7 separate regions of the Mus musculus genome follow, and regions 2, 3, 4, 5, 6 and 7 are each linked to region 1. Evidence: chromatin contacts called from public Hi-C, HiChIP or PLAC-seq and promoter capture Hi-C data. All regions are on one chromosome and are shown on one strand. Each heading gives the region's core, a stretch centred on a gene start, on an enhancer-like site or on the middle of the called end of the contact. The rest is flanking DNA. Distances are from core to core; before and after follow the strand shown. Region 1 holds the start of Tmem268 (transmembrane protein 268). Region 2 holds the start of Ambp (alpha 1 microglobulin/bikunin precursor). Region 3 overlaps Tnc (tenascin C). Region 4 has its middle 15 kb from the start of Kif12. Region 5 overlaps Col27a1 (collagen, type XXVII, alpha 1). Region 6 has its middle 38 kb from the start of Tnfsf8. Region 7 overlaps Tnc (tenascin C).

Evidence for each region. Promoter capture Hi-C pulls out the DNA fragments that hold promoters and counts their contacts. Hi-C and Micro-C count contacts between places; a contact is called where the count stands out from the background. HiChIP or PLAC-seq counts read pairs in DNA pulled down with a chosen protein or histone mark.
Region 2: a promoter capture Hi-C map of neural stem cells shows a contact between it and region 1. The contact joins the promoter of Ambp here to the promoter of Tmem268 in region 1. A contact is called at or near these places in 4 of 39 promoter capture datasets (the C10 cell line, liver, neural stem cells and 1 more), 1 of 484 Hi-C or Micro-C datasets (liver) and 3 of 115 datasets of contacts at active chromatin or transcription factors (bone marrow-derived macrophages, embryonic stem cells and extraembryonic endoderm stem cells).
Region 3: a Hi-C map of nephron progenitors shows a contact between it and region 1, with 4 times the contacts expected there. The contact joins the enhancer-like site here to the promoter of Tmem268 in region 1. A contact is called at or near these places in 1 of 39 promoter capture datasets (cranial neural crest), 1 of 484 Hi-C or Micro-C datasets (nephron progenitors), 1 of 115 datasets of contacts at active chromatin or transcription factors (embryonic stem cells) and 1 of 9 other capture datasets (adipose tissue).
Region 4: a contact with region 1 is called in a promoter capture Hi-C map of liver, with 1.7 times the contacts expected there. The contact joins the enhancer-like site here to the promoter of Tmem268 in region 1. A contact is called at or near these places in 3 of 39 promoter capture datasets (the C10 cell line, liver and stem cell-derived epiblast-like cells) and 1 of 9 other capture datasets (adipose tissue).
Region 5: a contact with region 1 is called in a Hi-C map of liver, with 3 times the contacts expected there. The contact joins the enhancer-like site here to the promoter of Tmem268 in region 1. A contact is called at or near these places in 2 of 39 promoter capture datasets (both in liver) and 2 of 484 Hi-C or Micro-C datasets (liver and muscle stem cells).
Region 6: an H3K4me3 HiChIP or PLAC-seq map of bone marrow-derived macrophages shows a contact between it and region 1, with 4 times the contacts expected there. The contact joins the enhancer-like site here to the promoter of Tmem268 in region 1. A contact is called at or near these places in 1 of 39 promoter capture datasets (maxillary cranial neural crest), 1 of 484 Hi-C or Micro-C datasets (CD8 T cells) and 3 of 115 datasets of contacts at active chromatin or transcription factors (bone marrow-derived macrophages, large pre-B cells and memory CD8 T cells).
Region 7: a promoter capture Hi-C map of second pharyngeal arch cranial neural crest shows a contact between it and region 1, with 2.9 times the contacts expected there. The contact joins the enhancer-like site here to the promoter of Tmem268 in region 1. A contact is called at or near these places in 7 of 39 promoter capture datasets (3T3-L1-derived adipocytes, cranial neural crest, hippocampal neurons and 4 more) and 2 of 115 datasets of contacts at active chromatin or transcription factors (the NIH/3T3 cell line and embryonic forebrain).

The regions. Positions count from the first base shown.
Region 1 is chr4:63,557,026-63,560,277 of GRCm38.p6, forward strand. It overlaps Tmem268 (transmembrane protein 268), which reads left to right and starts at 1,738. Exons shown (of 10, transcript NM_001356354.1): 1 at 1,738-1,932.
Region 2 is chr4:63,152,694-63,155,739 of GRCm38.p6, forward strand. Ambp (alpha 1 microglobulin/bikunin precursor) reads right to left here and starts at 1,479. Exons shown (of 10, transcript NM_007443.4): 1 at 1,249-1,479; 2 at 1-33. The coding sequence starts at 1,362.
Region 3 is chr4:64,022,746-64,026,089 of GRCm38.p6, forward strand. The region is part of intron 1 of Tnc (tenascin C); the gene reads right to left. It overlaps 8030451A03Rik (a long non-coding RNA gene), which reads left to right. Exons shown (of 12, transcript XR_881356.2): 4 at 1,231-1,328. Among named protein-coding and RNA genes, the nearest start is that of Tnc, 23 kb to the right of the region's middle. Within about 2 kb of position 1,451, at least 23 of the 459 cell types and tissues checked have an H3K27ac peak or open chromatin away from gene starts, as enhancers often do. A contact at or near this core is called in nephron progenitors, where this site is marked.
Region 4 is chr4:63,185,038-63,188,471 of GRCm38.p6, forward strand. No RefSeq gene overlaps it. Among named protein-coding and RNA genes, the nearest start is that of Kif12, 15 kb to the left of the region's middle. Within about 2 kb of position 1,469, at least 23 of the 459 cell types and tissues checked have an H3K27ac peak or open chromatin away from gene starts, as enhancers often do. A contact at or near this core is called in liver, where this site is marked.
Region 5 is chr4:63,228,805-63,232,266 of GRCm38.p6, forward strand. Col27a1 (collagen, type XXVII, alpha 1) reads left to right here. Exons shown (of 61, transcript NM_025685.3): 4 at 2,988-3,041. Among named protein-coding and RNA genes, the nearest start is that of Col27a1, 15 kb to the left of the region's middle. Within about 2 kb of position 1,472, at least 76 of the 459 cell types and tissues checked have an H3K27ac peak or open chromatin away from gene starts, as enhancers often do. A contact at or near this core is called in liver and muscle stem cells, where this site is marked.
Region 6 is chr4:63,897,343-63,900,702 of GRCm38.p6, forward strand. No RefSeq gene overlaps it. Among named protein-coding and RNA genes, the nearest start is that of Tnfsf8, 38 kb to the left of the region's middle. Within about 2 kb of position 1,904, at least 52 of the 459 cell types and tissues checked have an H3K27ac peak or open chromatin away from gene starts, as enhancers often do. A contact at or near this core is called in CD8 T cells, bone marrow-derived macrophages and memory CD8 T cells, where this site is marked.
Region 7 is chr4:63,978,523-63,981,775 of GRCm38.p6, forward strand. The region is part of intron 16 of Tnc (tenascin C); the gene reads right to left. Among named protein-coding and RNA genes, the nearest start is that of 8030451A03Rik, 4.6 kb to the right of the region's middle. Within about 2 kb of position 1,334, at least 10 of the 459 cell types and tissues checked have an H3K27ac peak or open chromatin away from gene starts, as enhancers often do. A contact at or near this core is called in second pharyngeal arch cranial neural crest, where this site is marked.

The sequences.
Region 1 (3,252 bases), core at 488-2,987:
TAGTGCACATCGAAATCCTCACAAATGCCCGAGACTCCCATCAAGCAGTCACTACTAAAGTCAGCTCTGCAGTCTGTTTCCCTGGTTGTAATGTCCTTGAATTCCGGCCCCCACCCCCGCCCCTATCCCAGGATTTCAGGTATGCAAACACTTGTGTTGCTGCAAGGGTGCACTTGCTAGTCAGAACACTAAGTACTCAACGTTTCGCCCTTGCAGCCTCTCACATCAGCAGGAGTCCCTGACTTTCCTGAATGAGTGGGCAGAGCTGTCCAAGCACACAGGCAGCTACATAGTGCACCAGTACAGCTCTGTCCGCCGCTTCCCAAGTTCCGTTTGTGTACCTGTAGGAGGCTGGTGTGTCGACCTAAAACTGCTGGCCCGTGGAGAGTGAAGACAGGCTGGTGGGAAGGCAGTAGGGCATCTCTGACATTGAGGAGGGTTGCTTCACAGGCAGGGTTGGGGGTGGGGCGGGGCTAGGCCACAGCTTGTTGCTGTTTCCTTTTCAATAGCCGGGTCAGCATTTAGAAGTCTCAGCACCCTTGGGTCTTTTGTTCCCAGGCCTCTACATTACTGTTTAGCAAGTTGATCAAACTACATGGGAGGCTCCCACGAACTGTTTTCTACTGCCCAGGGCAAGGCTGGCACAGAGCAGGTACTCAGTGCTGATTTGCTCACAGATAAGTTCATTTTCAGTAGCCTGCCACCTTGATCCTCACTTGTCCCCGTGGGCACCTCCATGGGATATGCTAATTTGGGTTTTCAATTCATTCTCGCTGCCTGGAAACATCCTGCAGGCACATGTAAGTCCTGTGGTCTGGAAGTCCTCAAGAGTTGTTAAAAGGAAGAAATGTGTTTGTGTCTCTCTGTGTGTACAAGACCACTTGTAGAGACAAGGGCAGTGGCATGTACTGCCCTAGTCCTTCCTGTAAGCAAGGGTGGGAACCACCTGTGCATTCATCGATCCCCTGAAAAAGAAACCAGGCTGTTGGTGCAGCAACCAAGTGCCCACCGTCTTTGTTGAAAGACAATGTTTGGTGGCTAATAGGATATAAACACGTACTCCAAAGAAAAGTACATGTAGTTAGCCAGGTCTGCTGTTGTCAGAACAACCCACCAAGGTGAACCCAAGACTAGTGATTTACCTGGAAAAAGAAGCAGGCCATCACAGATCCTTTTAAATCTCAAGGAGCGGGGTGTGCAAGTGTGTGTTTGAACACCTCACACATTATTTCGTAAAGATCTCACACAATTTCACAGCACTGTCTCAACTAAAGATTTTTAAAGAAAACGCAGATACAAAGTGGAGACTACACCGACGCTTTCAATACTGAACACCGTTTTTCATTAAAAACAAGCCTGGAAGAAACTTCTGGTCCCGAGTGTGCCTCATGCATCGGATCCCATGACTTTGTCACTCGGGACAGGCCTCCCCGCCCCGCTCCTTCACTGCAGGGACGAGCTCAGATCTCATGCACGTGGCGGGCGCAGGGCCCCTACCGGCGCCCTGGGGGAGCGTGGCTGATGAAACGCTCCGGGCTCGGCCCGAGAGACGCTCCTGCCGTAGGGCGACTCGGCGGAGACCGGCTGGGGCGACGCGCCCCAAAAAGGGCGCGCGGGGACGGCGGGGGCGGCGGCGCCGGGACGCCGCGGCGTACAAGGGGCATGGAACCTCTGACCCTGAGCGGCCCGGGCGGCAGCGCGGCGGTGAGTGTGCGCGAGCCGTGCGCGTGCCCGCGCGTCCGCGCTCCCGCGCTCGGGGGTTGGGGCCGCGGGGCCTGCGTGCGCGTCCCTCCGCTCAGGCTCGGGTGACCTCTTCCCGCCCCACGCGTCAGGCGTGGGATCTGCAGGGCAGGGCGGGTGATTTCTGGGGTAAAGGAACCCCAAGGCCAGAGGGCAGAGATCGGGGAGCCTGCTGCCCAAGCCCGAGGCCAGGTACGGTGGGAGACGCCGGGCCGGGCCGCGCCGAGCCGGCTTTCTGTTTTGGCTCCCTCCGGGTTTGCTCCCTGACCTTGGATAGTCGGCTTTCTCTTCCGGGGCTTAATGTTCTCATCATTGAAATGGGGCGTTTGAACTCCTTGTCCAGCCAGGTTTTTCTGCCCTAAACTTTTGGGGGACTGCTGCTTCTCTGATGTGTTGGACTTGCATTGTAATTAATGAAGCTGAGTTAGAAGAAGGAAATCCATTTTTTTTTTTTCTTTCTTTCCTTTCAGGATATGTTAGGCGCTCAGATGTTGGTGAGGCTGGCAGGCACTGTGCAGAGATGAGACCTCTTGGGGGCTTGAGTCTGCACAGCCCGCAACTGGAAAATCTGGTTGCAATGTGGGTTCCCAGAGGAACTCGGTCGGCAGTCACTTGCTCCCTCTGTGCTTTGCTTACCATGGTGTGGGGCTCCCTTACTTGTGTGCTGAAGATTGGAGCAGAGCTGAGGAGGTGGTAAATGGTTAGCATTTGCCATTGGGGTCCTGCCTGACCCCTCATGGCCCTGTAGCCTCGGTACTTGGATGAGAATGTACACGGGGAGCCCTGGACCCATCCTGACCTCTGAGTCGAGTCCATTCAGTTCTGTGTGGCTCCTTTCAGTCTCCTCCTTGGCGAAGCAGCCCATTTAGGCAGCCCAGGGAGTCTGTCGTCCTCCACCTTTGCTGCCTAGTTTCCTCCTCCTCATCTCTCTGGCAGTTCTGAGTGTGTTTTCCCCAGTGGATGGTGATCCCTGCAGGGGAGGGCTGAGCAAACGCTCCATGTTCCACTCCTGGTTTTACAGTCCAGGGGCTGGCCCTAGAAGGTTCTCAGGGAATGTTTGTGGCATAGGTTGATGACAGCTACCTTCTCTCAGTAATCAACCTTTTCCCAAGTGTGGATCTCATGGACGTGGAACCCATAGGGCAATCCTAAGTGTCTGTCCTTGTCTCCTTTCCAGGAAATGGAGGCAGAGAGAAGTCTTGTTACCTTGCTCAAGGCTACCCAGGTGGGAAGTGGTTGGGCTGGGCAGGTTACTTTTAGCCAACACACACAAACTTGGGTGTGTGACTGGAGTCTGCTGATTGGGTCTCTGTGGGCAGCTGAGGGGGCTGATGTGGGTGCTGTGATTTCTGCCCCCGACACAATGCTTCATTGTGGCATTTTGCAACCAGTGGATCCTTCTGTGCAGCCCCGGGCTTGAGCAACTCCAGTCTGTGTCAGCTCCTCCCAGCCTTTTCAACACTCCAGTGTTGGGAGGCTTCACCGAGAGGGCCTGAGTCCTCGGCCAGGAGT
Region 2 (3,046 bases), core at 229-2,728, 400 kb before region 1:
TCCCACCGCCAGGTTGTACCATTTTCCATAGATCTAGGAAGAGCCACAAATCTGGATTTAACCAAGCCCTTGAGGAGATGTGTCCACATTTCCCCTCCTTCCTCCAAGGACCAGCCCTTTAAGGGACAGTGTCTCAAGGTGACAGTGGAGTTCCAGGTACAGCATATTTAGGGCAGAGGTGTGCAGAGTCCCCCTTCCTTACACAAGGTCTGCTCCACAGAAGTAAAGTGTCTGAGATGCCCCTGTGAGTAGGTAGAGTCCAGGTTGCATATTCTGAGGTCACCAGCTATCGCTGCCTTGGAAAATGAAGCTTGGGTTTTACACCTTTCATGGCAGTGTCTGCCACCTTGTGAGGCAGCCAGCGGAAGTGCCATGGAGACCCTACAAACCTGGTGGGACCTTCTGGGACCAGTCAACCACCTCTTCCTCTTGACAGCAGTCAGATAGAGCTGACCTTCCAGCCCCTGGACCTCCAGCACACCTGTTCCTTGTCCTAAGGTATAGAAAATCACCGGGAGTGTTCTGAAAACCCCTCAGATAGATCATGGAGACAGCGTTGAGGTGGACAGGGTCCCTACACAGACAATTTTATGATTCAGGACAAAGCTGGGGTTGCTTTGTTAAGAAAGAAAGAAAGAAAGAAAGAAAGAAAGAAAGAAAGAAAGAAAGAAAGAAAGAAAGAAAGAAAGGAAGGAAGGAAGGAAGGAAGGAAGGAAGCATGTAACTCTACAACACACACACACGTACATGCAAGGGCATGTGTATGCAAACAAAAATATTTGCACATAGACACATATGCATAGACACATAGTGACATGTCTGCCACAGGCCAAGGTGCCCTTAGACTCACACTTCGTAATTTCCCCAATCCCATCAACCAGTGTCCTACCTCTCTTCCTCACACAATCCCACAAGCCTGTCCACAAAGCTCACAGGTTCATGTCCACCCTATGCCACCTGCCATATGTGGATTCCTCTGGGGACCCATGAGGACAGCGCAGATTTGGAAGGCACTAGGCTTACAGGGGGCCCCAAAGAATGAATGGCAGGTGAGGGAGCTGTATCTTCAGAGAATCTCAGAATAACCTAACAGCCTGGCCAGGAAAGTCTCCTAGAGATTGAGATGCCATCTACAAGATAGGAAAGATGAGTACTCCCAAGACAGGACAGGCAGGCCTTAGCTGGCAAGGCCCAGGAGCATGGGCATACCACCACTGTGATCACCTCTGCCAGAGAGGCCAGCCTTACCCGGGACTCACTGAAGTTCTCCTGAACCTGGATATCTGGCAGTGTTGACGCAGGGTCAGCCCTCGAAGCGAGGCAGGCAGTCAGCAGCAGGAACAGGGTCCTGAGACCCTGCATGGCTCTGTGGTCTTTGGTCTTTGATGTCTCTCTCACAGCTCAGTGTGGGAGCAGGGATTACTTCCCCGGCAGTGGCAGCTACAAACTGAGGCTGGGGAAGGATCCGGAGGCAAATGATGACCTTGGTGTTTGCTTTGCTCAGCCAAGGCCAATCAGGGTCTTGGGCCAGCTCTAATCGATCCCTACAGCCCAGCCCAGGTCCAACTCTGTGGACAGGAAGCCATGGTTACTGACTCTGAAGGGACGTTGACCAAGCACAATAGAGTTCAGACCCTAGAAAGGTTTCATTAAAGGTCAACTTTCCCCAGGGAGAACAGGGGATGGGGCAGTCAGGCAGTGTCTGGCCTGTCCCTCCAGTTCTTCCCCCAAGATCTCAGAAGATACAGGTAGCCTGGTTCTGGCTTCTTTCTCATATAACAAAACTAAGGCCCAGGGAAGTTGGCTATAGAGCAAAGCATCCTTCCTCCCAAGACTCTCCCTCTGGTCTCCAACCTCTCATAGCCATTAAGATAATCAGGACAGGGAGAGATGCTATCCCTTCACCGAGCCACACTGGTTTCCCACAGTGAAACCATCAGTACCCAGATGAACCCCCAGGCTCACCTCAGAAGCATGTGCAGATGCCTTTCACTGATATAAGTTTTCACTCTCCTGGATTGACAAGACCCACTAGGGCTCCACCGTAAGAAAGGGAACAGAGCCTCCAAAGCCAGGCAGCTTCCTGTGGTCTTCCTGCTGTGTGCGCTTGAAAAGAATGCTGAGCCCTCTGTGCTCATTTCTTCACCAATAAACGCTGTTAACACAAGTACCTGGATCCTAGCTTTGGGGTGAAGGTTGAAGGGGTGAATGCCAACAGGCAACAGCATTGTTCTTAGGGTGTGGTAAGAGTTGAAGGGTCATTGTGACCTCCGTAAGATATATGTTCCTGTCGCTCCAGTTGCTCCAGAACCATCAACAGGATGATACTTTTAGACTAAACCAGTTCAAGGAAGTTTGGAGAGAGGACACACTTTGTATCATTCCTAATGATTTAGGGTTTTTTATAACAGCGCCTAAAGAAGGTAACACAGTAACATTTTGATTTAAAACCTGCAACATTTTTTTTTTTTTGAGACAGTGTCTTATATAGCTCTAGGCTGCCCTTGTACTGGATTTGTAGCCAGCTCTGCCTTGAATATCTGACCCTCCTCATGAGTTCTAGAATTACAGGCATGAACTACAGCTACACCTGGTTTATGCTGGGGGGTGGGGGGTGGGGGTGGGGGGAGTTAAACCTAGGGCTTCCTGCATGTTGGACAAGAGCGCTACCAATTGAGCAACATCCCTAGCCTCTAGATTTATATACTCTAATGGGAGATTTTTAAACCCACATCTGTTTGCATCAGAGCTCCTCCCGTCCATGGTGCTATGATCCCTCTCCACTCTCTTCTCTCTCCTCCAGGGGTTCCAGCCATTGTCCTTCCTCCTCCCTGATTCCCTCACGGCACACTCCTTCATATAGCAGGCAATCCCTGTTAGAGCTGAGACCAGAGAGCCAGGGTCCTGCACGTGGAAGAAACAGGGGGTCTGTTCCACAGTCAGTGTACCATGCTCCTTCTGTGAGACCCAGCAGACACAGTTCCCTTTTGCTGGTATCCAGAGCACATGTGTGTCTGTCTGTAAATGAGAGGGTTTCCCATGCACC
Region 3 (3,344 bases), core at 201-2,700, 470 kb after region 1:
AGTCAATCAACAGGTCATGACATTGTGGTGCACTCTTGGGATCACACACTAGCAAGAGTCTATGCCAATAGCACTTTTTGTTTAAGTCAGAACTTGGCCTTAGTTGAATCCAGTCCCAAATTCAGTGGCAACTTGGATCTGGATCAGAGAAGCTGTAGAAATCACTGGTGTATGAGAAACTAAACCTTGTGACGATCAATTTGCTAGAAATAGAAATGTGTACTCTAGAGAGTGTAGAACTGGAGAGAAATAATGACATTAGCAATGCAAAAATATTCTGCTACACGCAGATAACTGGCTGGTTTATGTCTAGGGTAGACTTTGGGGAAATTAGTTGAGATTGCAGTTTGAGAGATAGAGGTTAGACATGGGGAGTCAAGTTCAGATAGCTTGTGCTTTTATAATTTCAGGATGAACAAGTTAATTTACAAAGATGATAAAAAGTACAGATAAATGATTATCATTAAAAAAACATATTTTGTGTGTGAATGTTTTTGCCTACATGTATATCTTTATGGATATCATATGCATGCCTGCTGCCTGTGTGTATATCTATGTACCACATGCATGCCTGCTGCCTGTGGAGGCCAGAAGAGTGAATAATAACCCCTAATCTAGAACTCAAGTTATAGATGGATGTGAGCTACCATGTAGGTGCTAGGAATCACACCCAGGTCCTCTGGAAGTGCAGCAGATGCTCTTAACCATAGATTCATCTCTCCAGTGCCCTGGACTCTTATATCTATGGGAAGTGACTAGAAATGAAGAGTCCAGAGAATGTGTTATAGGAAACTGATGACTTGTGCTCCTTCATTCATAGCTGAGGAAGCCAACATGGAGTGTATCAGTATTACCATATATCAATCCCAGAGAAGGAGATGTGGGGTTGTCTTCATGTACCCAAAAGAACAAGTGCTGCTGTAGATGCTCTTTATGGATGACTGGGTTGGTGACTAGTTTGGACACTTCAACGCCTATAAGAAGCATGAGATATACTAAAGATTATCTTTAGTTATCTCTTCACAGGCTGGAGACCATTATGAGATAAAGGAGTCATTCTTTGAATATTTTCCCTGGTCATAGTTGGAGAATAAGCAATACATGATTTCAGTTTTAGACAAGTATCAACTTTATCTGGATAGCCTTATGTGGCTGGAGACACACTTTGTGTTAGTTACTTGTGACATCGTGATTAGTAGCTCATGGAATGTGTTTATCTTTTTGACTTAGGTACATACATGGAATATCCTGGACTCGGATAGACAACAATGACTCTACTTTTTCAAATGCGGATGAACTTGTTTCCACATCATTTTGGCAACTCTAAGGTATTACGGCAAATTTTTCTTCTGGCTAACAGAGGAGAAAATTTTATTGTGCTAGGTCAGTCAAGCATGGGGCTGCTAACACAGGCTTCTAAAATGGTCTACAAATTCCTCACTCCTCGTCCCTCCCAACAGCCATAAATTCCTTCTTGGAATGTGTCAGGAAGAGCCAGGAGCCAGGAAATAGCCTTAAGTGTAGATGTGTTTTCCAAGGACATCTGATCCCCTCAGTTGAGTGAATCCAGGACACTCTGGGTGAAAAAATAGACAGAAAAAACTTAAACTGACAAGCCAAAGACCCTCCTGAGCCATGAGGGTCTGAATTTTAGTATCGGCAAGTCATTATCTATTTGAGATAGGATCATAGACCCTTGATTGGTGTCCAGTAGCATATCAATGGGACTGCTGATTGCCTCAGAGACTTGTCACTTAAAAACGATTTGTTCTTTTTTTTCCCACTAGAGATGAGTTGAATGATGTGCTATAGGTCTTGGGATAGACTTAGGCTGGTAGAGAGTTTCAGAGACCAGTGATGGACAGCTCTGTGTTTGTACTGAGGTCACAGGTCAGTCAAGGAGGCAGTCATAGAAACAGATATTTACTGGGACAAATCATAATTGCTAAAGTGAATAAATATCCTAGAAGAGACTATGTGATGTTTGGGACCACCTGCTCTAGAGGCAGACAAATATGCTTGACTCTGTTCTTCTTATTAGTATGAACCACAGCAAGTTGCAAATTATCTTTAGGTAAAAAACGATGGGTGGCAGCAATTCCACACAATTCCACCTTGTTGCTATGGAAGTGGATATAAAATATTGCTTGTCTAGGCCTCTGTGCTAACATCTGTATAATGACAACATCAATACCAGCTGCATGTGAGAAGAAATGAGATAATTTATGCAAAACACTTTCTTAGCTAACACTTAAAAGAAGATAGACCTTAAGTCTAGTAGGCATGATTGCTTTGTCTTGTTTGGAGAAGGCGGTTAGCAGAAGGCTACTTTGTGACCAAAAATAAATTCTTAAGGTACTGTCGAGAAGTCCTTCCTTTTCTCCAAACGTATTCAGTTTTCCTTAAGCTCATTGTTTCTTTCTCTTTCCTCCTCTTTCTCTTCTCCCTCCTTCCTTTTTTCCCATTAGGTTTTATTTAATTGTGCACGTGGGTCTGTGTGCATGCATGTGTACACAGGGAGTGGGCAGAGGCCAGCTTCTGGGAGCCAATTGTCACCTTCCACCTTGTTGGAAGCAAGGTCTCTTTTGCTTCTCTGTTGCACTGAGCCCAGTTTGCTAGCAGGTCCATGAACTTCTAGGTGATTCTGTCCCTGATTCTCTTCCTGCTGTAGGAATGTCGGGATTACACACTGTTGGGATTCCATCTGGTTATTTACATGGATCCTAGGGATCTGAACTCGGGTCATCAGGCTTGCTCTGTAAGCACCATCACCTACTGAACCATCTTTCTAGTTCCCACTGTGGCTTTCTCTGTGGGAGCCTACAGTCCTCAGTGTTTCAGTTAGTCTGATATCAGGGCATTCTGAAATCCTTAGGAGATCGAAAAGGCTGTGGCTGCAGACCCAGGATTCCCTTAGCCTTCATCTAATTCAGTAGCAGGAACAAGGGAGTGAATGAGTTGGGTGGAGCTCTTTTCTGGGAGGTCAGAACTTTGGCCAAGACTTTTCTGAGGCCGAGAGCTGCTACTGGGATGGTTGTCCATGATACCCGGCCAGCGATTTCTTCAGAACAGACTGTCTGTGGTTTAGTCTTTCAAAACTGTTCTCTTAATGGAAAACACTTGGCCCAGCCTCGCAGTGCTTTCCGTATGCAGTCAGAAATCAGATTATAAAATCAAAATCATAACTGAGCAGGGAATACAACCAACAGGAGAGGATCACTGAGTCCAGAAGTGGTAAATTAGTGCTACCCACATACTTTGTACATGCAGACAAATAATGACACAGTTCTGAGAAAGTCCTACTGTACACTTATGCTGCATAGATTACCCCAAACAGCCATATG
Region 4 (3,434 bases), core at 219-2,718, 370 kb before region 1:
TGTCTCTACCCCAACAGGGCAAGGCCAAAGTCTAAGTTATAGGGACCACCGTGTCCCTAAGGTCCAGGAGAGGACCTAACACAGAATAAATAGTCTGGAATTATTATGTAGCGAGAAGGAAAGGCCTGTGTTAGGTCCTATCGTATCACAGCATCAGCACCCTAGAGGTGCTATCACCTGTGAGCATGCTCAGAAGTGACACTGCATTCCCCAGGGCACATCCTTTGCATGAGAGTGGGGAGCAAGCAATTGGTTCAGTTTCCCTTGAGGGAGACCTATCAGTACCCACTGCAGTACCGTAGGTCCTCCCTGGAGCCGCTACAGTGGTGTTAGTCCCTCAAAGGGCTGTATGACATGCAGGAAGATGGAACTTACCATTCTTCACATTCTTCTCAAAAGTGTAGGGAAGAGGCTCTGACGTGAACACAAGGCCCTTGCTGTGGACAACCACACCTTTCACTGTGTTCATAGTTTCCTGAGGCCCAACAACGGGCAAGGTCTGCAGTGCACTCATCGTGCAGACAGCAAAACGGTTCTGGTGGCTGTCATGTTGAAGGCATTTGAGATACGTTAGGGGCCGAGGGCCTCAGCACATCCTGGCTGGAGTGTTTGGTAGGGGTGAAGGATGATGGGGTGAGGCACATGTAGAACAAATTGTTCCTTGGAGTTTTTGTACACATGAAACACCTGGGGCCGTTTGTGAGGGGAATGGGGTTGTGCACACATGTGGAGTCTGGAAATCAGTTGTTCTCCACTGAACCCAGAGCTTACCAACTGGTTGGACTGGCTGGCCAGAAAAGACTCTGGGATCTTCTCCTCCTAAGCCTCCTCAGTTCTGGGGTTACAAGTGCATGTCACAAGGCCCAAATGTTGTTGTTGTTATAATTTGTCTCTGGTTCTGGGAATTAAACTCAGGTCCTAGTGTTCAAAAGGCAAGACTGTAGTGACTGAGCAGTCTCCTTAGCCTTGGGTCATTGTTGTTATTTTTGAGAGTGGGTCTATTTATATAGCTTGGGCTAGCCTAGAACTTGCTATATATCACCCCGTCTAGCCTTGAATTCTCTATCCTCCTTCCTCAGTCTGCTGAGATCTGAGACTCTGGGTTTACACCATTGTGTCCCAGCACCCAAACACAAGGGCAGCCCACCTGAGCCAGATATCTGCTTGTCACCCAGATCCTCCACAGCTGGGAGGAGCTGACAAGAGATTATCTGTCTCTAGATGAACAGGGACTTGCCCAGGGTCACCAGGCCAGGCGACAGGGCCAGGAAGGGCTGAACCACCTCCCCCACTGTGGGCCCTGGCACTGGGGCTGGCTGGGCTCAGTGGGCCTTTGTGAGGCCACATACCTGGGCTGGGAGGCCGCCACTCAGCTATGAATAGCGGCCTCTTTCCTTCCTGCGGCACGGGGCAGGCGAGTGCCCTCCCCTGCGCACGCACTCACACGCACTCACGCCTGCTCAGCCCGCTCGGGAAAGTCAACAGGAGTATTTGAAAAGTCTTTCTGTGTAGAGAATCTGTTTGGATAGGGGGAGGACGGGAGAGCCGGCCAATAGGTAGAAATATTAATGAACCTAGTTATAAAGGACCCATTCACGGCTGGCCGGGTAAATAGGGCTCTTGTCGGGAGGCCACGTTATCTGCCAAGTTCAAGAATGTGGTTTGAAAAAATAGAATTTAAAGGGCTGAGGTGGAGCCTTAAACGGCCGGTGTGCTGGAGCCACAGCCAAAAGAGGGAGGAGCTGGACTGGCCTGGGCGCTGAGCAAGGGTTGGGGTGTGGGATGAGGCAAAAGGGGACAGAGCTGGGAAGGGTGGGGGGAATGCAGAGACATCAGGCTAGGTGCCCATCGGGTTCTTGTGATGTCCCTTCTTCCCCCAGGTGCCTGGCCAAGGGCTGGCAGTTTCTCTGCTGAGCCCTAGTCTAGTACATATAACTCCCCAACCCAGGGACTTTGGTTGGAGGGGTCAACAGGGGCCAATGGGCTACAGGAAGGGAACTTGACCTCTCCTTCAGTCACTCGCTATGATCCCATTAGCCAGCTTTCTTCTGCCACCACCAAGTTGCCCTAGGTGCCTAAACTGTGTGAGAAGGAGCAGAAATGTGGGACTTGGTGCATCTGCTCATATCACAGGGGCATACCTCAGTCTAGTGGAGAATCCGTGGCTCACGGTTACACAGCAAGCTTGGAGCAGAATGAATGCTGGTTTCCAGCAGTTTCTTCCTGGAAACAGGCACCCTAGCATGAGGCTGCCACAGTCACACACACAGAGGAGGTGCCTTGCCATATATACGACAATGTCTTATTTCTAGCCCTGGGACATAAAGAAAGGTGTAATCTGGAATGTTCTGTCGCACTGCCTCTGGCCAGCAGTGTGGCCTAGGCAGGTGACTGGCCTTTCTGAGCACCAGCTTCCCTGTGTCCTCCTGCTGGAAAGACTCAGTGGGAGGATGCTGGTGATGGGCTAGCGCTGTGCCAGGCACTTGGTGGGTGGCCCCGGGACTGTGGCTGGACTGCTTCTTTTTCTGTCCCAGCCTGTGCTGTGAAGATGCTGAGAAGATGGTTCCCGGACTTTGGGTTTTAGGATCAGTTTCTACCGGGATCCTAGAAGGGCGGCCGAGGCCGTGCTTGTGGGAAGGTGGCAGATTTGAAGGCAGAGGTTCTGCCATGGAGTGTGTGGGGCAGTGTAGCACTGTGCGAACGAATCTCAGTAAAGATCTTTAAAGCAGTCTGCAGGGAACCTGGATGTGAAGCACACCCCCTCCCCAGCACCAAATGCTTGCACAGGACACGAGTTAACCCGGGGCTGAGGGAACATTTACACTGGCTTTTCTTGGCAAATAAGAGAAAAGGAAATCAACATAAAATCCAAATGGAAAGACTCTGCCAGGAGCTGACTGAGCAGCTTTGAACATGGGGATGTGTGGGGACTTGGGTGGTGGGACATTAGAAGTACAGTTATTATAGGGAAGGGTCAGAAACAACATTTGGACCTTACAGACTTGGGTTCAAGATTAAGCTATGCTGTTCATTGGCTGTGCTGTCTGGAGCAAGTGATGGGTCTTTCTGGGCTCTTATTTCTTCATTCTATACAAAGAAAGAAAAGGTTACCCTATGTGAAGTTGCTTGGCACATTACGGAAACTCATTAAACATTAATTTCCGTTCTTTTCTGGGTCTCCTGGCAGGTCCAGGGGAAGTGTCTGACAGGTCTCACCAGGCAGAGCTGGGAGCTCTGCACAGCTCCATGGGCCTCACAGCTGCACCTCAGGAGCTTGGTGCTGGGTAGAGCTGATGGCACTTGACAGTTGGAAAAGCATGTGCCAGCATGCCATGAGAGTTTCCCGAGGCTTCGTGTGAGGTGGGAAAGCGGTGCCCACTGCCCCATTTTTCACTGAGACTGGGAAAAGGTGAGAAGCTAGAGTTCTTGGGCAG
Region 5 (3,462 bases), core at 222-2,721, 330 kb before region 1:
CCCAGTCCCCTAGAACCCAGGTCTGTAGAATGTCTCCCTATCTGCTGATTGACAGAGGCAGATGTCAGCAGGTCTGACACTTTGTGCAGAGCCCCACTGCATCTGGCAAAAAGAGGGGGTGGGGGTCTTGTTCAAGAGTGGGATCCCCATGGACTGGCTACAGGAGGTCAGGACACCAGGGGAAGCCTGCAGGGCTATTTCATGTTTCCATGGCTCTGTGTGTGTGCATGCACCCTGGCCCAGGCCTCCTGCACTCCCTGGACAGAGACAGGCCTGCGGCCCCTGCCCCTCCCCCACGCAAGCTCTCTCAGAGGCCTCCTTGTTTCCAGTGTGGAGTGGAAAAATCCCACCCCAGCTCATGATTCATTGGGCTCCCCCGCTCAGGCTGTGGGCCTGGAAAGAAACAGCCACGTTTTCCACTGTGCAAAGGCAGGCCTCACTCAGATGGAGCAGAGGGGCCAGAGCACCCACCATTGGCCGAGCCAACAAAGTGAACACTGAGTCTGGCAGGCACATGGCTGCAGCTGGGCTGGGCAGCTGTGACCCAGGTCCCTGGCTGGTGGGCTGCAGGTGGTAGCTATGTCTCAGCTGGATTGCTGTGTCAAGAGCCAGGCCATAGGCTGACCTTACCAAGATGAGCTATAGATGCTGAGTTGGCCTGGGGTGTGCTGCGTAGACGTGTTAGATGAGGTCAGATTCTGGAAATGTCAGAAGGATACATCCAGGCTTCTGCAGTTGTAACCTCAGCACGGCTTGGCTTTCTGGCAAATGGGAATGGTCTCATTACTCGCTTACCTGATAACCCCAACTCGAAGATGCCAGCACCTGCAAGGACGGGTGTGTTCTTTTTCCAGGTGGCCACAGAAGGGAAGGGATTTAGGACAGGCCACATGGTTAGTCAGAGACAACTGTCCAGCACTGACTGTGAAGAAGTTGTCCAGGGTGGCCCTGTCCCTCTGCTCTCAGCCAGCTGTGTGGCCTTAGACAAGATGCTTTGAATCTCTGATCTGTCTCTGGTTTTTTTTTAACCCATTGGAAGGGCTCAGGCTCAGGATTCGTCTGGCTGTGCATTTTCCTCCAGTTGTGGGTCACCTGCCTGGGAGAATTGAGCCAAGGAGGAGGGCCTACTGGAAAAAAAGACACTACTCTCCCCAAAACAGTAGCAAGGGGTGTGTAGCTTATACTGCTGAATGGGGAAATCCCAGGGGGGTTGCCTAGCAGAAATAACAACTCATGCTATTTGAGCATCAGCTTCATGCCAGGCACGAGGATTAGCACGTTTTATAGATTATCCGTGGCGACGAGCTATTATTATCCCCATTGGACAGCCATGGAAACCCAGGCTTGGCGAGGGAGCGAAAGCCGCTGGCATAAAGCCACCTCTGAATGGCAGGGTGCTGTGCCTGTGTGACCTCCAGCCTATGCTGTACCCTGTGCCTCTAGAGAGGAGGACGGTCTGGACCCAGTCCCAAATCGATGTGGACTGGGTGGAGGGTACTATCAGCTTGGCTGGGGACACACAGAGGCTCAGAGCAGGTTGGTACTTGCCTGAGGCCATTCTGTGACCCTTCTTCCTCTCATAGGGCTGTCCAGTGACCAGTGACTAACTGGTGCTATCTCACTGTCTGGATCTGGGTTATGAATCTCAGGGAAAGAGAGTCCCAGAGTGTTCACAGGCCAGTGTGCCAAGCCGAGCCAAGCAGAGTCGAGCTGCCCAGTGTGAGAGCGCGATCCACTGCCAGCCAGAATGAACACAGTTTTTAACACTGATTCTAACTCGGGCAGGGCAGGGAAGCTGGAATCTCGTGGATGGTTATTCGAAACAAATGAATTCCCAGGCCTCGCACTCCTAGAAAGCCTGGCTTCCTTTGAGGAGTTTAGGCTCAGTCTCTTGCATGCACGTTTGCTAATCTCATTTTCTTCTTTGGGGTGGAAGAGATGGGTCATTAGTTACTACATGCATTTTAAAGGGAGAAGCTGAGACCCCGGGCAGGAGGAAGTCCCAGCATGCTGTGCAAAAATCAGGATGCAAACAGAGTTAGCAGCCCACTGCCTGCTTTCATGGGAAGGGAGCCGAGATGAGACCGTGCAGGTGTATCTCAGTCACTTCCCAGCCGGGCCTTTCTCAGTACTAAGTGAGGAGACATTAAATGTTGTTGAACAAGGATGAGCCTGGGGATTAGCCTGGAAGACTGAGGCAGAGGGAGTTATGGGGGTTTGCTGTAACTTCTTAGGGAGTTGTGATGATGCTGGACCCCACGGGAACAGATGGGCATTTCAGTGCAGGCTCTGGAGCAGACGAGGCAGTAGGAACATACTACCTCTTGTCTTTAAGGAATCCTACAAGGACCTTTGCCCTTACACAGGCCAGGATGTCAGTGGCCACACCCAGCTATGAGTGGCAGCAAGGCCATTTGACCCCAAGCCCAGCTGTTTCAAAGTCCCTGCATGTGCCCTTTGTGCTCCATGTCCCTCTGTGGTGCGAGGATGCTTGGTGTGACCTTGGCTGAGTCCCTTCTCTGCCCTGGCTCTGCAGAGAACTTGGCTGAGCTTGGAGTTTGCCTGCTGTTTTGTGTTATCAGACATTTGGCAGAGCCCTAGGGGTAGGATGACTCATTTTCTGTGTTAGTGCCTTTGAGGGGACTGCCATTTGCTAAGGGAGCCAGGCTTCCAAACAGATACTTCCCCAAAGGAAGAGAGAGAGAGAGAGAGAGAGAGAGAGAGAGAGAGAGAGAGAGAGAGAGGTCAAGAAGGCTTCCTAGAAGAGATGACACCCTAACAAGTTAGCTGAGTGATAAAAGACAAGGCCTCAATAACTGTGAAAGACCCTGAGAACACCAATAAGCATGGGTCCCCCAAGGCAGAGAACTCAAGGAATTCCTCTTCATAGCTATGGGATTTTTGGACAGGATTGTTGATTAACTAATGATTGTATTTTTCTGCTGTACCTTGGCATTGTCTCACACTATTCTTGCTTCCTCTTCAAGGGTCCCCCTGGGCTTCCAGGATTACCTGGATCTCCGGGCGCACGAGGTCCTCGGGTAAGTTACGGTGTGCTGGGTGTCCTTTGGGGGCTCTGGATGACCTTTAGTTTGCATTCCACTGCCCATGGTGCCCCAGCTTGCTGTGAGCCACAGACCTTTTCCTGCCCTTTTCTGTACCCATTTTCCATTGTGTCTTTTTGGGGTGGACATGGTGTCACATGGTCACATTGTCACATGGTGTGTGACAATAATGACTTTGTGCCCTCCGACTTGTACTGCGCATGGTGACCTAGGGCAGGGACTCTTGAAGTCCATCTGCATAAGCAGATACTTGACCTGGAAACCCCAGTGTGGGAGGATGGGACACTGGGGTACCTCCTCCCACTTCCGCCTGGCCATAGTGGCTTTGTGTGTCTGAAGGAACAGTTCTGTGGCCCCAGAGAAGGGCTGAACTCCCAGGCTAGAGTGTGGCTCAGGG
Region 6 (3,360 bases), core at 654-3,153, 340 kb after region 1:
CTGTCAGGCTTTGGGACTCAGCTTCTCAGCCTCTACCTCTTCCTCTTTCTAGCTTTGCTCCTCTGTTTAGCTGGAGGATTTTTTTAAAGTAACTTCCTAAAAATGAGGGTGTGTTTAGGAGATAAACTATCTCAAAATGTTTAAATGTTACCCTGATATTTGTAGATAGTTCAGATAAGTGATGGGTTCCAGATTAAATATTTCCTCTGAATTTTCAAGGCTTCCTCCAGCTTTTTTGTAACTTGAAGCATTTCTACTGATTGCCATTTCAATTGTATTTGTGCACTATCTTAACTATTCTTTCTCCATCCTTACTTCATGGCTCTGAGATCCCTGGGGACACCTTAGCAGCATGGTCATTTTCATTTGCATATGTCACCTGTGTCTTCTAGAGTTTCTAATTCCTCTGCCTCCTCCTTCTGGGTGGGTGCTGGACTTTCTGCATCTGAAGGCAGAAGATAGCTATGGGCTTCAGCTTTCCTATGTTCATGTCTTGTTCCTTCCTTCTGTGGCATCAGATCTCTGGGAACCTTGGATACGTTGAGTAATTTGTTCAGTATATTCCTCTGGGGTCTTTAAATTAACTCTTCTTTATTGTCAACCATTTTCCATACATCGATTTATCCCATCTTCTATAATCTAATTAAACATGACCATTCACTTTCGCTTTAAGACATTTTTTCCCACAGGATTTAATGTCTCAGGTGAACAAGAAGGGAAGTGCTCATGTTTAAGCTGTCACATTTAACTAGAAGTTCATGTACATGAGTTGCCTTCCCTAAAATCTGTCTGCTTTTCCCTATAATAACCCTGTGTCCACCTGTTCACCCACGGTACCCTTCATACCAACTCAAGAAAGCATGCTATAACTTCATGTGGTGTGAATGGGAGAGTGGGTGGGGATTGAACCTAGGGCTTCATTCGTGTAGGCAGATGCCCTACAGTTAAGCCACAACTGTGTGTTTATTAAAGAAATGGTTTGACAGGAGATGGTCTGGGAGAAGATGGCTGAAGAGAAAGCTGAACTCAGATGATGAAGGGTACCAGGCTGAGCACAGTGAGTTCGCCTCTCTTAAAAGTTCACGCGTGTTGTCTCATCGTTGGTGTAGGTGACAGTGTAGTTTGTCTTGGCCAAAATGAGTCAGAAAGAACTTTTTTGTGTGTCTGTGGTATGGAGGCTGTTTTCGAGGAGTCTCATGTGGTGGGATACGATGGTATGAACTGGAGCGCAGAGCGTTGGCGGAGGAACAATTAAGATCACCTAAGGCAGGGTCCGGTATGGAGACTTAGAGAAGCTTCTCAGTCATTGCTGGTTCACCGGGCACAAACAGAGACGCTCACAAAAGACTTGGGGAGCACAGGGGATAAGTAGGGTTTTATTTTTCTATTTGGGGCAATAAGGCAACATCCAATTAAAAATGATTAGCAAACATGTAGTGGAAACTGGGTTTATGGGAAGGATTTTGAAGGAGAGAATGCCAGGAAGAGGTGTAGTTACTTTCTCAAGTTCATGTAGCTGTCAACTGGCAGACCCAGAATCCCAGAAGTCAGGTCTGCATAAGCCCCCATAGTCACTACAAGTATGTACAGACTGTAAAATTTTGTCAGCTTGAGACTCAGAGGTTTGAGGTTTGCTTTGGGGGAAACTCACTAAGGCAAGTGCCTACCCTAGAACGATGGTATAATTACCACAGAGAGCCAATAAGATGTGGGTGAAGACTATTGATGTGCTCATTCACCAGGATCTAGCCTGGGCCAGGTCGTCTTCCTGGCTGAGGCTGACGCCCTTCCTGCTTTCACTTGGATGGTTTCTCCAACAGCGCTGGCTACACTTTCGACAGTTACACTTTCTACCCTGCCCACCGCTATGGTTCAAGCCAGAGAAATCTGTGGCCCAGCAGAAATTCTCAGAACAAAACTGGGGCTCACATCCTGCCTGCTTTTCTCCTCATTCTTGCTCAACAGCTCAGCCTGAGAGAACCACAAAGAAGCAGAGTCTGCATTTTTCTAACGTGCCCTGGACAGGGAAGGGCTCTGCGCTCTGGGCTCAGGCTCTTTTCTGCATGCCCTCCATACTGTTTGGCATAACGTTGGGTTCGTGGCTTAGGCTAGGGGAGGAAGAGGAAGCAGACACCTTGGGAGTGGAGGCGTGGAGTGTGTAGGTTGTGAAACAGTATGTGAGAAGCCTCTAGAACCAGCAAAGAAAGTTTTGTTTCTGGAATTCATAATTCATGGTTTGCACACTCAACATTTCTGTTACTTGAAATTATGATAAAAATCTATGTCATCCTATGGGCTTGCACATGTGTTTTATATGAAAAAGAAATTGCAAGCCTGTTATGGTTTCCTCTTCTTAAGTGTGGTCTAATTTTGTGAAGAACAGTAGCGTGGCAGGACTGAATCATAGGAAATGTGGACATGCCTGTTCTATACCACGATTATAACACCCTGGCAAGGAGTCTTGAGCTCTCGCTGAGAAGAGGGTATTCGTTGATTCTGGGTACTGTTTTCTTTCCTTTCTCAATAGAGTCTCTTTAATTTCATCTGTCAGAAAAAAAAAGCATGAGTCCTATGTTTGAATCTCTCTTCTTTATTTCTTACTGGCTTGTAACTTGGTCTCTTCAAATCCTCATTGTCTCATTTTAAATGTGGATAAGAAGGTTATCTTCATACATGCACATGAACACACACACACACACACACACACACACAGACAGAAAGACAAAAAGAGAGACAAAGACAGGGATCGAGAAAGAGAGGAATGGGAAGGGGAGAGGAAGAGGTAGAAGGAGAGGGAGAAAGATTACACTTAGTAGCTGCTGATGTCATGTTTAATTTTGAACTGTTTTGATAGTTTTCCTTTTTTCCTACTGATAGTTACACACACACACACACACACACACACACACACACACACACACACACTCACACACACACCAGCAACAATTTACTGTACATTGAAAATTCAAGGGAGGAAACTGTAGGTGTTTATGTTTTGGATTTTATTTTTAAACATTACAAAAATGTTCCATTCACAGGATTTTGACATTAAGAATGAGGAAACATTATTTATATCTGAGTCAGTATGAAAACATTACACATATGATTTCAGTTCTATAGTATACACATTTAAAACAAAAGTATATTGGAGAGGTGATAGAGGGAGAAGGGCAGGAGATGATAGGAAGCACAAATATGGATGAGTTATTAAAAACTTGTCAATGCTGAGAGACAAGGGACTTAACATGCCACTATTTACACGTCAATGGCTTTAGTTTTACTTTATGAGTACTCAGGTCAAATTTATCCAAGTATCTTCTCCTTCCTTCCCTTCCTTTTCCCTTCCTCCTCCACCCATCC
Region 7 (3,253 bases), core at 84-2,583, 420 kb after region 1:
GTTAGACACAATGACCTGTCTGTAACTCAAGTTCTCAGGAAGCTGAGGAAAGAGATCTCTTCCCCTTCCATGAGCATCAGGTAGCTAGACCCACTGAATTGGCAAGCTCTGGGTTTTAGTGTGAGATCTTGCCTCAATATATAAGATAAAATATGATAGAGGAAGACATACAGCCTCTATAAGCACAAACACACATGCACCTGCATCTTTCAGACATCTTTCACACATGTACCACAGGTGTGAACACACACACACACACACACACACACACACACACACACACACACATGCAAGAGTTAGAGATACCTATGCAACAATGCTTTCCTTCCAATTAGACTCAATAATAATAAAAAAGAACTTCCAGTAGCTAAATGCATGGGCTTGATAAAAACCCTTAAAGTGCTTGCTATCCATATAAAACCTTGCTTCTCAAATTCTATAATGAATGCCTTCTGTTATTGGCAATTGTCTACCATCTAACACTTAGTCCTCATTCTACAAACTTGCATTGGTTATTTAATATGCATTAGGCTTATGCTCAATTAGGAGGTAGTTGGTGGGTTTGGGGGCAAGAACTTTGGAATAGAAATAACCTTGGTAAGTGTGGCTTCAAGTCTATCTTGATTGAAATGGGGCTGAGGAGTTTAGAGGGTGCCTGATTGGGAAATATGGGCAGTTTAGAGTAGAGACTGTTCTGAAGTTTGAGAAAAGAGGTGACAACTATACTTTAGACCTCATGATTGGAAGAGAGACCTAGGAACATGAGTGTGTGGACAGATACTGGGACAGACCAAGGAAATACTTTCAGGTCCTTACCCTAAACATTTTTGGTGGGTTGCAAGGGTCTCTGGAAGAGAATAGCAGTCACGATTCTCTGTTAATGGGACTGCTTGCCTGTTTTGCAGAAACCTTTATGGTTGTGCACAGGGACGTGGAAGTGTTTATCTTCCTAGAGGAGGAAGAAGTTACTGCTCAAAGAATTCAATACGTGTTGTGTTTTCTCTATTTGTATGTTTCTAGAGAGACAAGAGAGTGATATTATTTATTACTTCTAGATAAAATCAATATGCAGCTACATGGTCAGAGTCCACTGTTATATTCTTAAGAATTGGTTTTTGTTGTTCATTAAAAATAAAATGGACAACTCACCAAGCATATAATAGCTAGCATTGTTGCAACAGGCAGAGGAAAGAGTTAAACCCTCACTATTCGTGTCCTGTTTAAATCTTATGTTGACCTTTGAGTTAGTTTGTTTTTCAGATGAGGGTCTTGGGATTTGCTCAAGGTCAAGGTCACACAGCTGCTAAATGGGAAAAACATGGCTACGCTCCAGGAGTTTGCCCAGATCATTGGCTAGCCACTTGCTTGCACTGCCTTCCTTGCTGCTCTGGATTCTCAAGGGTGGGCAGCTTATAGCCAGACAGAAATATGTTACAAGGAGGAATCACAGCAGACCATTACCAGGAGGTAAGAGGGAGAGGTTGCTGTTGTTGAGGAGAGCTCAAGGTGCTTTGGGGGAAGAGAGAGAAGTGTATGTGGGGGTGGAAACAGATAAAAGGGACACTTGAAGCTGGGGACTGAAGATGAGGTAGGCATGTCCTTGCTGTGCTGCTTACAACATGTCTTCTGGCCTCTCCTGGTCCTGGAGCATGGGTGTGCAGGCACACATAGACACATTGCTTACACACGCTGCACAGACACATATGTGCTTTTCTCTTTGGCTGTGAATTTAAGACCCCCACAGAGAGAAGCCCAAGAGGGGGTTCTTCCTAACAAAACAGGCTCTGGTTTTTCTTTTGTTCTTAAAAAGGCAAATCAACTCATGATTATTCTTTTTGTTTTTGCTTTAGAACTACAGGGATTATAGAAGAAGGAAAAAAATCAGCAAAACAAAATCAGTGATCAGAGCTTTGAAGAGCAGTGTTTATAAACCAAGATCAGTCTCTGCTTCTGATCTGAAGCCATTCTTTGGCAGCCATGGGGGATGGAGATCAATGTTGGGGTGGGATACTCTGGAGCACAGCTATGCTAAGCACTGTGCAACCAGTGTGTGAACTGGGGGGTACTGTAAGCAGAAAGAGCAGTGCCTTTCCTCTCGACACACTAATGCACTGTCTCCATGTCTACAAGCACTGGCTATAGTTTCTATGGGTAGATTCTTGCAGGTTGTAGCATCCTGCCTCTTGTCACAATACTATTATCTTGCCATGCTGCTCAGACAATAGTTCTGTATGCAGCATGCTTACTGCATAAGCATGATGGCCTGACTGACCACAACCCCAGCAGCCATGCAAAATGCTGGACATGGTGTCACACTTTCTAATCATTGGGGACACAGTGACTGGATCCCTGGGTGTTGCTGGCCTGTCAGTCTACCTGGACTGGTAAGCCCTGGGTGTCAGTCAGAGGTACAGTATAAAAAAGTAAGGTGGGCTGGGGAGATGGCTCAGTGGGAAGTATGAGGTGCTGGGTGGAAGTCTCTTGCACCTACATAAGAAGCTAGGCACAGTGGCCTTGTGTGTATAACTCCAGTGCTAGTTATGTGTGTGTATGTGAGGGGAAATCCCTGGAGCTTGCTGGCTGAAAGCCCAGCTCCAGGGTCAGTGAGATACTTCGTCTCAATAGAACAAGATAGATAATGATAGAGCAGGACACCCTACTTTCTCCCCTGGCCTCTGTGCACATGTAGGCATGAGTACCTGTAGACTCAGACTTTTGCACATGCATATGTACCATATATAAATGGACATACACAATGTCTCTGTATGTCTCTTTGTCTGTCACACACACACACACACACAAACACACACACACACACACACACACACACACACACACAGAAAAACAGACAGACAGATGACAGAGTAGTCGATGGCTTCTGAGAATGATACCTGAAGTTGACTTCAGGCTTCTACATGCAAGTGAACACACACACACACACACACAGATACACAGACATAGAGAAGCCCAGGCACACAAACACACACAGACACACACACCAGCTCCTACATACCCATACAATAAAACATGTCTTAACATGTCTTAGGGAGCTTGGACTAATATTCCCTGTATCTGTCAGACATAGCTAGTATATCTGTTCACTGGTTACCTGTCATCTGGTTTGACTATTAAAATAATTACAGTCACACTGTCACAATAAGCCCATTATAGCAGCCTGACCTTAGGCACAGTACTTCAGCTTTCTGGGCCTCGGATTCTTGATGTATCAATAGACAAGGCCAAGATCTTTGGT